Regions from separate parts of the Rattus norvegicus genome. Here region 2 is linked to region 1. The links are chromatin contacts, called in public Hi-C maps. All regions are on one chromosome and are shown on one strand. The core of a region is the stretch at or near the end of the contact, and the rest is flanking DNA. Distances in the headings are between cores, read along the strand shown. Region 1 has its middle 53 kb from the start of Hmcn1. Region 2 has its middle 95 kb from the start of Hmcn1.

The links. Hi-C and Micro-C count contacts between places; a contact is called where the count stands out from the background.
Region 2: a Hi-C map of liver shows a contact between it and region 1, with 3 times the contacts expected there. The contact joins two enhancer-like sites. A contact is called at or near these places in 4 of 12 Hi-C or Micro-C datasets (kidney, liver, prefrontal cortex and 1 more).

What each region holds. Positions count from the first base shown.
Region 1 is chr13:65,684,400-65,691,546 of GRCr8, reverse strand. No RefSeq gene overlaps it. Among named protein-coding and RNA genes, the nearest start is that of Hmcn1, 53 kb to the right of the region's middle. Within about 2 kb of position 4,201, at least 4 of the 93 cell types and tissues checked have an H3K27ac peak or open chromatin away from gene starts, as enhancers often do. A contact at or near this core is called in liver, where this site is marked.
Region 2 is chr13:65,726,451-65,733,414 of GRCr8, reverse strand. No RefSeq gene overlaps it. Among named protein-coding and RNA genes, the nearest start is that of Hmcn1, 95 kb to the right of the region's middle. Within about 2 kb of position 1,419, at least 6 of the 93 cell types and tissues checked have an H3K27ac peak or open chromatin away from gene starts, as enhancers often do. A contact at or near this core is called in liver, where this site is marked.

The DNA.
Region 1 (7,147 bases), core at 2,952-5,451:
TTTTGATATTCTGAAAATCAGTTATGAATGCAGACTCTGAATCCTTTCCGTTTTCATGGGGTAAACAGTTTTATTTTCTACTACAGATGTTTCAAAATCTCCATGTGGCAATCCCATTCATCTCTGTAAAGCACTTCTATCTCTGGAGTTAGCGCCTGCCGTAGAGATCTTGAATTGTGTTCATTTCCTCAAGTATTTACAACGTAAATCGAATGTAATTGAGTAAGATTGGAAGATGTGTGTTTGAAGACTCCTGAAGTACACAACATGAAAGGCCTGGGACTCTCTGACAGAGAAGGGACCCTTGCTCATCCTTAAATTCCCCGAACCAATTGAACAGAGACTCCTTTTGTTAGGTGGTGTGTGCTTAATATGGCATAGCTGCACTTTGGGTTAAGACCACACGCTAGTTTTAAAAATTATTTTTCTCTTGAATTTTTATCGAGACAGAGTGTCACTGTGTAGCCTGGCTGGCTTGGAACTCACTATGTAGACCAAGTGGGCCTCAAACTCAGCCTCCCAAGTACCGTGAGATGCTGGCCACTACCCCCAGCTCAAACAACTATTTTCTAAATGTAATAGTTCGCTGAAAAAAAGTCGAAGTCTTTGAGAATTGAAAGGTTAGGCTCATGGGATTGGGGGGGGGTTAGAAGATTCTGGAAGGGAGACAGGAGGACAGTGAGCTCTGTGTGAAAGGAGTAAAGGAGGGGAAGCCACGTGACTTCCCAAGTCTTCCCAAGTCGATTCCTGCAGTCACTGGCCTGTGTTTACCTTTAAATCAGTTCGCCTATTTGGTCTTCAGTTTTATTCTGTGTCAAATGGGGTTGGGAAGTCAAGATGTCCTTCCAGGGTGTTATCCAGGTTGACTAAGTGTAGTCTCGGGTTATTTTCTTTTGAGAAATAATGGATAGCACTTTTGTACTTTGGTGGAAGTTCTTTGATGTGTAAGTTAGTCTCACCTTTATAAAGCATTTTAAAAAATTTTTTGAAGACTCTTTCGTCGTTGGAACGGTATTGTTGGCTATGCTTTAAAACGTTTGTCTAGCTCCATTTGTTCAGATAAAAACTAAACCAAGAATGTTCTGAAAGCAATGGCAGTTATTTTAGGTGGACGGAACAACCTCTGATTTCGCTGCTACATTTTTTATGTTCACTGGGCAAACAAATCAAACGAGTCTTTAAACAGCAGAGGAATTAGGAGATACCTCGTGTTCAGTGGCTCGCTGGACTCACTCCGTAAGCCCACAATTGTATTCCACTAATGCGTCCTGTTGGGTCAGGTTAGCACGGTCCCGCGGAGGGATTGTCACGTCTGCACACGGCTTCGTGTCAGGTGGTCGACCTCATTGTGAACCGAGCTGCGGTGGATTCCTGAGCTTTATGGACTCAATGGCCATGAAGCCAATTGGTTGACAGAGGCGGAGAATCCAAAGAGATTTCTGGAAGGCATTACCAGCCCTGAATAAAAGGTATGCACGCAACTGGCTTGTTTGAGTCGTAAGTGATCACGAGTCATTGTTTATAAACTCGCTCACATTTGTGTCACTGAAGGGAAGCATTTTCGGTAAAACCCATAATTATTCTGGAAGATACTCATTGTTGTAAAGATAATGCTTTGAACACAAAGCATGCCGGTGCTGTCTGTAGTCAAGCTTTATGCTGATACTACAATAATTATTTTTGTACGGGACAGCTTGCTTTTGCCCTTTCCCTGTAATTTCTGGGGGCGGGGAGGTAATAAAAACCACTTCCTGTAAAGCAAAATTCCCTTCCCCCTGAAGACAGCTTGGCTATGCACAGTGTGAGGTTCAGTTTTCAGAGCAATAAGAACTTCGAGTGACTTGGATGAGGACATTATCACATTTACTTTTAACGATCCTTAAGAGTGCAGAATATATTTGAATTCAGAATTCCGTAGTGAGTCTCATTTAGTGTTCATTCTTTGATGCTGCAGTCGCCAAAGCCTTCTGACTTCCTTCAGCTCTCACAGTCTTCTTCTAGACATTAATTAATATGCATTTACCGTTTTCAGATACGCACTGGTCCACATGACTCGAATTAAGCACGTCTGGGTCTATGTGCCCCAGAGTCGTCATATGACAGAGCTACCGGCACACTCGTGTTCACAGCCGCAGTAGCCACAGGGGCTGAGGTGTGGGATCCACCCAGGTGTCCATCAAGCAGACAAATGAAGTAACTGTGGTGTCCCTATGTCACAGACTCATTCAAGCATAAGCAAGATTGAAGCGGCGCCATTTGCAGAAAGGTAGGTGGGACCTGGGAACCTCATGGCAGTGAAATAAGTCATTTCTATAGAAATAAACATCGAGTGCTTTATCTCCTGTGTGAAATAGCAGGTGAGAATAAAAAAAAAGGAAAGTAGAAGGGGGAAGTGTTGGGATATGAGAGGGAAAGAGGAGAGAAAGGGGGGACTAGGAAGGGTGGGTGATTAAAAGGTGTCCATGATTAAAGAATATTAAATGCATGTGTAAAATACCATTGAGACTCTTCATATCATTCATGTATTAAAAAAAGAAAAGAAAAGACAGCCATTCCTAACCCATGGGAATGACCTTTCATTCTCCTGGTATGAAGACATCAGGACTGAATACCTTGATGGGAGAATCTAGAGGAGATGGTGGCTGTCCTTCAAGCTAACAAATGCATATCTCACATTTGGAGGGAGCTGGTTTCCTATGCTCTCCTCAGAAGCACTGCTCATTTTAGCAGAGTCACCACGTCACCCAACTACGCATTGTCTCTTACCAGATGCCGGCTGACAAAGACGAAGATTCCAAAGGGCACAAAGGCAAGGGCCAAGCACGATGCCATACTAAAGTGAAAATAAGAGTTTAAAAGATGGAACCCCTAGGAGCTGAGGAGAAATGAAGTCCAAGGAAGAGGTCATGGGTATAAAGGAAATTGCTTAGGGGATTCTGAACTCTTTACAGTTATGCTCAAGTTGACCATAGAGGTCAACTATGATGATGATGATGATGATGATGATGGTGATGCTGATGCTGATGCTGATGATGATAAAGTTGGGTAATGTTGAAGGCAGTCCAGAGAGCCGTGCCCTTCAGTGGAGCCTCACTGGGAATCTTGGTAAATATGAAGTAACAAATGTGCAAGCAAGGAGAAGGCACAATGGCCTCAAATCATCTGCAGCACATTCAACTGTGCAGACAAGAGGACTTGTGACTTTGGCTCACTACAGGACGAGTTTTTGTCACTGTATACTGTCCTCATTCAGCAAACAAGAGGACAGCATTGATTTATGACTCCATGATTTTCATTTGACTTTCTGTCTAGATACCACTTTTCTCACTATGACCCCCTTAACATCTAATATGTTTTTGCATTTAAATAGTACATTGCAGTTTTAATTGCCCAAAGAAACAACCAGAAGTTTATCAATACTTTGGGAGTTCTATTAAAAAAAATAATTAAAAAATATGAGTCCCTCTCTCTTTTCTCTCTCTCTCTCTCTCTCTCTCTCTCTCTCTCTCTCTCTGTGTGTGTGTGTGTGTGTGTGTGTGTGTGTGTGTGTGTGTGTGTGAGTGGATACCACGTGTGTGCTGATGCCAGGATCCAGAGTTATGAATGATTGTGGGCCACCCAACTGGGATGCCGGGAACTGAACTGGGGTCCTCTGAAAGAGCAGCAAATGCTCTTAAATGATGGGCCAACTCTCCAACCCCTGGAGCCCTATTTTTAATAAACCTTCACATTTGAGATACTGTTACTAGACCCAGGCCAGATCACGCACAATCCAGGCTCACTAACAGGATGCCTGTTCTTCAGTTCTTCATTGGAGAATTTCAACCTTGAACCTTGTTTGTATTTATTTATTTATTTATTTATTTATTTACTTACTTACTTACTTACTTACTTACTTACTTACTTACTGGTAGTAAAATGTCAGCAACATAGTTACAGTACTTAGAGAACAGCAGGCCTGAAAGGGACTGGTTGACCTCAGCTTAACTCAGTACCATCCACCTGACAACCACCTTCACCTAGAAATTCTCACAAATGGTTTCATAGATTCAGGCCTTGATCCAGCCACCGGTCCAGGAAAAAACAAATACCTACGTGAAGTTTAAGTGTGGCTCAGGCACAGGCCCTAAGAGGGTGCTTGTGTTAGGGAAACAGAAATGCCGACAGACAATTAGCATTTCCTGCCTTTTGGCAGAACAACTTGGTTTGTAGATTAAGCCCTGGAAGAAGAAAACAAACCTCTTTGACCCCAACTGAACTTCCTCATGATTCTCCCCATGGGGAGGAAAGTCAACTGGCAACTTCTCTGTGGTAAAGGAAGGTCCTGAGCAGGCAGCCCCTGCACTTGGTGGAAAGAGCTGGTGGCCACACCCGAGAGGTGGGAAGGTCATAGTGTTGAGAGGCATCCAGTGGCCTTGCTATCCCCAGAGTGTCTTCCTTTATTACATAACCTCTTAATGAGGCTTCAGTGAGGACCCAAATAGCATTTCATTTACCTGCCAAGTATCCACCACTAGGATCATCCCATTGCTTCCAGCAAAGTAAGTTAATGGTTAGTCCATGTTCACCAGGCCTTTGAGGCTGTCCACTGAAAACCTAAGGCCCTCAACCACTCCCACATCAATTCTTTTGCTGCAACTTGCTCAAAAGTCTTCACTCAGCTTAAGGACCCTGCTTCTTGTCTTTTCCTTGTCTGGTTCACATTGGTCAAGGAGCTGGGGAGAGGCTGGGGTATTGAAAAAAAGGAAAAGTGCCAGTTGACACATAACTGCAGGAATCTATAGGACTTGTTACTTTAAAAGTACTCCTTATGGAGCAGGATAATGAAGTCAGTGTTAAAAGCCAAGCTGCCAATTCACAGCTGCTCACCTAAGGATACATTGTTACACCGAGCGCTGCCTACCATGCCCAAGACTCCATTTTCCTTTCTGATTTGGTTCAAATGCCTCTCCTGTCCTGCCCCAATGGAAACCCTTTCCAGTATAAGCTGCTCTCTGCCCCACCTCCTAGACGGCCATCCTGAACCCCAACCAATTCACTGCCTTTTGCTCCCAACTGTGGTTTATCTGACAACTTTATCTTCCTTATTTCCCATGAAGCTTGATGGCTCAATCGGAAACCTCTTCCATAGATTCATTTCAAAACTCTTCTTTCTCCCTTAACGCTCTCTCACAGGGAATCGGAAAGGCTGTTCTTCACAGTGAGCTCACGGCATAGGGCTGGTCACACAGAACAGTCTTACGACTGACTGACTGAGCCACACTGTCTGAGCCATGGGTATCACTTGCTTTCTGCTCTCGCCCTGGGCATCCAGCTTGCTGAACAGATTTCCTTCCTATGTATTCTTGTTCCTTGAATTCTACCCAAACCCAAGCCCTTACTGCCTTCATCCATCAGAGGAGTTCATGCCTCCCAACCAGACGGCCATCACTGGACTGTGAACCGTAGATCCCGTGACCCTGCATTCTGTTAAGTAGGCTGCTATTCCCTTGCAGCAGAACTCCCTTAGGAAAGTTGACTCTTGCCACAGCAGTGCTTTTGATATTTATTCTGGACTGTCTTCCCTTAGCTAACCTGCTCACATATCTGTCCCGCTCCCCCCACCCCCCGCCACACACGCCCATTTCTTAATTTCAGTTTGACTGTCCAGGTACCATTCTATTCTAATCCCTTGAACCTGGTTTATTTCTGATCTCTGATTGCTGATTTTTGGCGCCCTCTTGTGGATGTTGTCTTGAGTTTCCCCTTTCTATGAATTCCGCCTGAGTTCGTGCTGTCCCACCTCATTTCTTTGTCTTTTTCTTTTTCATTTATTCGTTTATGTATCACTTTACATCTTGGTTGCTATCCCCTCCTCTCCTCCAAGACCCCACCCTCCCCCCACTATCCCTTCTCCTTCTCCACAGAGAAGAAGCACCCCCCCGCCCCCCAATCCCCACTGTGGGCACCACTCTGCACTGGGACATCAAGAGGACACATCTTCTCCCACTGAGACCCAACCAGGCAGTCCAGGTTGGGGAGGGGATCCAATGGCAGGCAACAGAGTCAGAGACAGCGTCTGCTCCAGTTGTTAGGGGACCTACATGAAGAGCAAGCTGCATGTCTGCTACAAATGTGCAGGGGGTCAAGGTCGAGCCCCTGTGTGATCTTTGGTTGGTGGTTCAGACTGTGTCAGCCCCTGGGAGCCCAGGTTAATTAACTCTGTAGGTTTCCCTATGGTGTCCTTGACCCCTCCTGCTTGCCCGATTTTATCCCTGACTCTTCTATGAGACTCCCCGAGCTTCGCCTGTTCGCCTGATGTTTGGCTGTGGGTCTCTGCCTCTGCTTCTATCCACTGCTGGATGAAGTCTCTCAGGAGACAGTTACGCTAGGTTCCTGTCTGCAAGCATAGCAGAATATTATTAATAATACCACATTAGGGGCTGGCTTTCTGACATGGGATGGGTCTCATGTTGGGGCAGTCATTGGCCAGCTGTTTCTGCTCTTTATTTCTGCATATCTGGTAAGCAGGACAGGTTTTGTGGGTGGGTTGATGCCCCACTCCCTCTGCTGGAAGTCCAGTCTGGGCTCTCCCACTGGTAGGGATTTCAGTTAGGGTCACTCCCCAGATCTCCCCCTCGCAGGTCTCCTGCTAGTCCCAGAGATGCCCCCAACCAATTCCCATTCTCACGCCCAGCACTCTCCCCGCTTCCCACACCTGATGTCCATCCCTGTTCACCTCCCTACCCCTTTCCCATCCAGTTCCCTCTCTCCATCCACCTCCGATGACATTTTGTTGCCTCTTCTCAGTGAGATTCATGCATCTTCCCTTGGGCCCTCCTTGTGACTTAGCTTCTTTGTGTCTGTGGAGTGCAGCATGGCTGTCCTGTACTTTATGACTAATATATCCACTTATAAGTGAGTACGTGCCAGGTATGTCTTTCTGTGTCTGGATGATATTCTCAAGTTCCATCCTTTGCCTGCAAACTTCATGATGTCCCTGTTTTTAGTAGCTGAAGAGTGTTCCACTGTGCAGATCGTTCCGCGTTTTCTTTAGTTCTTCAGTTGAAGTGCATCTTGGGTGTTTTCAGCTTCTATTACAAATAAAGTTGTTATGAACGTAACTGAGCAAGTGTCCCTGTGGTATCGTGTGGATCTCTTGGGTATA
Region 2 (6,964 bases), core at 170-2,669, 45 kb before region 1:
GAGAATCAAAGCATATCTGAAGGTAGCTGATTTGGGCAAATCGTTGGATTGTTCTGGAGTAGCAAATGATGTATTCAAAACTGCTCTCCAGAGGGCAAGACGTCCTGAAGCAGTTTTAGAAATAGGCCTTTTCTAAAGTTATGGTTCTCAGGAGTCACTGTGTGTATCTTACAGAGTCACCTCCTGATAGTCAGGGTCCACATGGCCTCTGGCTTCTTTAGAGGGTGTTACATGACGCTGGATGCTCAATGGGTGCTTTTCCTAAGTGATTTCTTTCCTCTGAAGTGTCAATAGATTGTTTCTGTCCGTCCTCTAGACCTCCCTCTCCGCAGTTTTGAAAACTGATGGCTAATGATGAAGTATTTGCTGTCGGAGAGGTTCCAACACGGTACTCAATGGAAACAAGTTCGTGTTGGGGGCTGGAGAGATGAATCAGCAGTTAGGAGTGCGTGCTGCTCTTGCAGAGGACCCGAGTTCACCCACATCCCCTGGCTCACAACAGCCTTTTTCTCCAGCTCTAGGGATCTAATGCAGTCTTCTAACCCCTGCAGGTACAGCACTCATGTGCGTAACTTGTACACACAGGGTATAGGATAACGGTGTCCCATAACAATGAGTTCTGTGCTCAACATTAGCTACGACAGGGCAACTTTAAATGAAAAGAAAAGAAAACTTCAAAAATGAAACAGCAGCTGGAGAGATGGCTCAGCGGTTAAGAGCACTGACTGCTCTTCCAGAGGTCCTGAGTTCAATTCCCAGCAACCACATGGTGGCTCACAACCATCTGTAATGGGATCCGATGTCCTCTTCTGGGGTGTCTGAAGACAGCTACAGTGTACTTATATATAATAAATAAATAAATCTTAAAAAAAAAAAGGAACAGCATGTTCCTTAGTGCCATAGACATAGCCAGTGGCAGACTTCATGTCTAACATGGGCAGGGTCCCAGGTTCAAGACCAGCCCTCTTACAAGAAAGACCAAGGAAACATGCAAACCTCAGCATATACTGTAGAATTTCACTTTTGCAAAAGTGATGCACGAATATTCATAGACTTCACTCAACCATTTACATATTGATGGAATGAAATTCTTTTAAATAAAATTATCAAGGCTTATTATGAAATAATAAAAAAACCCAAGAAAACAGCCATGCAAAACCAGGCAAAAACATTTTCAAACCCAAAGAACAGCTCTGATCATTTGCCAAGAGGATAGCTATCAAATCCAAGTGTCTCACGTGGCAGAAGCATTTGACTGACTTGAAACTTAGTTCAGGCTCAGACTGCATCCAGCTGTCTTCCTGTTCTTTTCTAAAAACCCCTGTGGGTTTTTTTTTATGAGCCTGTCCTTCACAGACTCTGCTTTTCCTCTATGCTAACAATAACAGCTCAATTTCCGGACGCATTTCCACAAGCGACTTCTTAGGGCCCTGCCTCTGAACAGTTTTGCCAGGCGAACCCGATTCCTTCCCTCTGGTCTTTGGAGTCTTGAGCTCCCTGTCAGCCTCGGGTCACAGGTTCGATGCCTGCCTCTGCAGGACAAATGCCTCTTCTGGAGTGACAGTGTTGTCCCTGTGTGTCCACAGCGGCCACTGGCTGTGATGTGTCCTGACACCCTCCTGCAGTGGCCTGCCACTTGGAACACAGAACCTTGGCATGCCTCCGTGTCTGGCCTTTTTTGAGATTGTCCCTCAAGGGCTTCATAAGAAACTGACAACTGTGTTTACTTTGTGGCTGGGGAGAAAGTCTTTAAAAATCTCAATTAAAAAAAAAAACAAAAAACAAAAAACAAAAAACCCAAACCTCACAACTTAAAAGATTTTTTTTTTTTTTTTGCTGTTGGCTCCCCCCCCCCCCCTTTAAATATCATGGAGAGTGAAGGAGTTATAGATCATTTATTTATTGTGTGTTAAACAAGGGTCCTTCCTTCCCCCCTCCTCCTCCGGTGTTTAGTGCCTTCCCAGACTACCTTCAAGGTCCTTCCTGAGTCTTAACCACCCAGCAGTTTTCCTTATCATCCTGGCCTTGGGAATTTGTCCTTTTCTGTGCTCTGATAACACACGAGGTCTGCAGCAGTTCTCCAGAGGCTGGCTGCTCTGCCTATCTAAGTTGTGTCTTTACGGTTAGACTGCTGGCTTTGTTCTTTTACTTTGTTCAAAGTGGAGCTGATGCAATCCTAAGGCCTAGAAGCCTGGCTCCAGTGTTGCTCCGCTCTGTTCTTTCAGGCCACTTGCCCCCAAGGTGCCTTAGGGGCCACCTAATTTACATCCCAACACGGAACAGTGAAGTGGTCAATTATTTATTTAAACCCGATTCTTAGAAGAGCTGCAAGGTACTGTGAAAATGCCGGATCTCACAATGGAAGTTTGGGGAAAATTTCTCCTAAGAAGCAATAGGTGAGTTTAGATTTGAAAAAGGAGTAGGCCTGAACCACTTCCGGTCTGGAGGAGTGCTCCGGCAAGAGGAGCAGCATGTGGGTGGGCTCTGAGCTGGCAAGAAGCAGGGGGTATTGTACCAGGACTGTACTGGAAGGACGGAATACAAGCAGTGGGAACACAGCTCTGGTGAGCACAGGGCTTGCAAGAGCCGGGCTTCTGTGCCGGCCAGTTTTCTATTGTCCTGCGCCCGTTTTCCAGAGAGCTGTATCCAGACATGCTAATCATTTAGAGAACATGTTTCAGGCACCAAAATAAAGTGGTTTGGGGGTCAGTGATGAATCACAAAGACCCACTCCGGAAAGCAGAAGCTGCCTTAAGCCTTAACACATTTGACTGCGAGGATTTAGTGTAAGGAGCTGTGAGGTGCTAGATAAGGCACCGGAGTAACGAAAAGCCGAAGAGGGAGGTGCAGAAGTAAAAAAAGAGACAGTAAAAGCTGCTGCCTCTTAAGACCCGAGTCAGTCGTAAGCTTTTTCCAGTGCTTCCCTCTCTCTTATCTAGTCCTTCAGAAACCCCTATTTTTAGGATCCTGGGAGTTGGGGTGAGAGCTTGACATTAGCCAGCAGGAGCTATGTCTGAGGGGCTCTGGAGCGCTGGGATTCCCAGCCAATGCTAGTTAGCATCTGCATTTACCACAGAATACATTCAAATCAATTCGAAGAGTTCTGGAAATAAAGCCGGGAGGCTGAAACCAATTGCCCATCACAGGATGGAGGACCATTGCCAAGGCAAACAGGTGAAACGCGGAAGGAGCAATCTCTGAGTCTCCCCCTAGCGGCCACTGTTGGGAGAAACTAACCGGGCGTCGCCAACGTGCCAAGCCAGGTTTCACCTCGCAGAAACCTTTCACAAAGCAGAGGATGAAAAATAACATTCTTATGAGTTTTTAGAAAAGACTCATAGGATGAGGAGGACAGAAGAAGGCCAAAGAGGGCACTGAAAAATGGCGACAGGGACGAGAAAAAACTGTCGGATCTCAAAGTGCTCTGAGACCGTGAAACCCACCCACACACCCACTGTGATAATAGTAATAGTAATAGTAATAATAATAATAATAATAATAATAATAATAATAATAATAATAATAATAATAATAATGTAACAACAAACTGTTAGAATCTGAAGACAAGTATTGCTAGAACAGGAAACTCTCGAATGTGACTTTCATTTCTGCCTTTCCGTAGCAGCTTTGGAAGCTGGAGTAGAAAAGTCACTCCATGGACTTTTTGGCGTCATAAAGATAGATTCTCTGTCTAATGAAGAAACACACAAAACTTCCTTGTTGGTTTATGCTACTTCAGTTGGGAAGCACGCACACGTGTGTTCATTAAACTGTATGTATTTATATCCACTTAAGCACATATATTTTTAAATTGTTCGTAAGGAACAAAAATCTGAGCTCTCACTGTGGGGCTTAAAGCTGTTGGAAACAATGACCCAGACGCGTTAAAAGAAGAGCACCCCAAGAAGTATGTTTGCTTTCACCTCCTGAAGGACCTTACCATCTACAGCTCCCCTGCCTGAGAACTACAGGGAGAGAGAGCAGGTGTCCCTCATTTTCTTGAGGATAGTTCTACACTCCCTGCCTGCCGTAGGCTTCCGTTGCTGTCAAAGCCAAGCAGAGGGTCCTGTCCAGACGAAAAAACACTTCCCTTTCATCTTTTTCTTTCCTCTGCCCTTTTTGTTTTTATCTTTCTTTTTCCCTCCCTCCTCCCCTCTCCACTCCTCCTTTCTCTCCTCCTCCTCCTCCTCCTCCTCCTCCTCCTCCTCCTCCTCCTCCTCCTCCTCCTCCTCCTCCTCCTCCTCCTCCTCCTCCTCCTCTCTTCTTCCTGTCTTTAGCATTTAGAGAGTCTTGAAATACATGACGGGAAATACCAGGTAGGTTGGACAGGCAGGGGAATTTCTATAGGCCTGAGGTGTACTATTTGATGACACCTTAGTTTTTTGGTTGGCGACAGACAGTTAGTGGTCTGTCAATTTTGCACCTTCTAAAAGACTTATCTGTTAGTCATAGATACAGAAGTGGGCGAGGGATTGATATTGAAAAGTGGCAAAGGTAACCCGTAATAAAGTTTAGGCTCTGGATCTGCAGTATTCCAACCTCCCTACAAACTGATTTAATCAACCTTATGTAAAGTTCAGTTCTTCCAACAAAATTCCATTTATACTATACAGTGCAAATTGGCATTAAACTTCTGATTTTCCTGCATCAGCCTCTTGGGTCCTGGAATAACATAACACACACACACACACACACACACACACACACACACACACACCATATATGTGTATATATATGTATATCCTGCTATGCCTGTCTCAGAGACCATTCTTAGTCTCTGCTCGTAATCTGAAAGCTATTCACACCTAACCCATAAGCAATATATTACACATATCTCTCAGTGCTTATAAATAACATTCCTAAAAGTAACCAAGACTGGGGCTACAAAGATGGCGCCGTGGACAGGAGTACTTGCTGCCTGCAGAGAACTCGGGATTGGTTTCTTTCCCTCACGTGGTGGTGCGCCACTGTCTCTAACTCTAGTTGCAGATGATGGGATGTCCTTTGCTGGCCTCCATGAATATTATACACACGGTGCACAGGCAAAACATTCATACCCCTAAATAAAAAAAATTTACAGCCACAAAACTAAGGCAGGAGGACTGGGTTGAGTGCAAGGATAGCCTGGGCTACAGAGTGAGAGCCTGTCTCAAAAAGAGAAATGGGGGCTAGGAGTGGGGGAGAAACTTAAATTATTGTTTTGATACCAAGTTGTCTGGATTCCAATCAAAAGCAAATTGATATTTTGGTCAGCTGCAGCAATTCTAACAAAGTAACTTGGCGATTCATTAGATCCATAGAGACAGTAAGATTTGCCACTTGGTTTGAGATGTACTCTATTGAAGGCTGTGTTTATGTGAAAGGTTAAGTGTGGATGGCGACTTTGACAGGTCCTCTTGCTTGATGTCCATGCACAAGCACTTCAGTTCTTTTCTTCCAACGTCTGCACTTCTCCAGAGAACCAATAAAGTGAGTACTTTGGTGTGAAGAGAACTCTAGCCATAACCTATAACCACAGGATGTCATGTGAAAGAAGCTTTGAAATGTTATTGATTGTTCAAATGGGCTCATCTGTCTAAGACTGTCATTTCTTGGACACAAGTCCTCTTACTACCTGAAGTAATTGTTGTTGTATTTTACCCGGTCTCTCACTGAGTGTCAGCATTAGAAGGCGACAGTGCTTCAATGGAAGACAGTTTGTCCTGATTCCCAGTTCCTCAGTAATGGCTGTCAACTTCATCCTGTTTCTAAAATGGACACAGTTCAGAACTGCCAATAATTCATTATTCTCCTGGAAAAGCAAAATGTTTTTATCAAGCTTACAAAGAAAGTTGACAATAATTATGTTTATTTCTCTGAAAATACAAGCTTGTTATTAAAGTTTCTCAGGTCACCTTAGGCATTAATTTAAAAAATAAACTATTCGTTACTTACGTGTTTCTTTGTTAATGGTGGTGTTAATGTGAGAAACAGTCAGAGTGTGAACACAAGTACATTTTTGGTGAGTCTTGAGCGTTAGATCTACTGTAGATTATGGATTGATTATGAGGTGAGAGACTATCCCCAGATATCTCAGGCACTCCATGTGCTTGGCCACCAAGAATGGAGAATAGATCATATTGTAGAGTTCCTCACTTTAACACTAGTGCAAGCTAGACAGCTCTCTCATTAGCTTAGCAATGTGTGAAACACTTGTCAGAATTAAGGACATGTTACTGTTTTTAAAGGCACTTACCAAAGTCCAGACCAAATGAAGAAGCGAAAGCCAGGAAGAGGTCTGTGTCTTTGTTGATAATCCTTAACAAACCCTCTGGAACCTACCCACACTATTATGGTATTTTAGCAGTGTCCCAAGGTCATCTGCTCTCTGCTGTGACTTTCTTATTAGGGGCAGCCTTTCTTTCCTTCTTTTTTCTTTTTAATAGAAATATTTATTTTATGTGTATGTGAGTACACTGTTGCTGTCTTCAGACACACCAAAAGAGGGCATTAGATTCCATTACTGATGGTTGTGAGTCACCATGTGGTTGCTGGGATTTGAACTCAGGACCTCTGGAAGAGCAGTCAGTGCTCTTAACCGCTGAGCCATCTCTCTAGCCTTTCTAACAGGTTTAGTGTCTTCCCTTAGCTTTCCTAAGTTTCTTGCTGCCCAAGTCCTATGTAGCTAGTCTCTAACTTTCTCCTAAACACTGTAAAACTGTTATGGTTCAGAAAGCTATTGTTCATGAAAAGAAATTGCAGGTGGTACACTGGGACATGCTTCTCACTATCAGCATGACATAGTAATCACACTTCCTCTGTCCCAACTCTGCGAATCTTACAAGCTTCATGTAAGTCCTCAGGAAAATGACTTCAAAGTTCTTTTCTCTTTTGGAGGTAAACCATTCATGCAGATTCCTATAACAAGAAATGTATTTCAAGTCAATTCTGTAGACAGCCTCAATATGTGGTCTAATACGCCTTT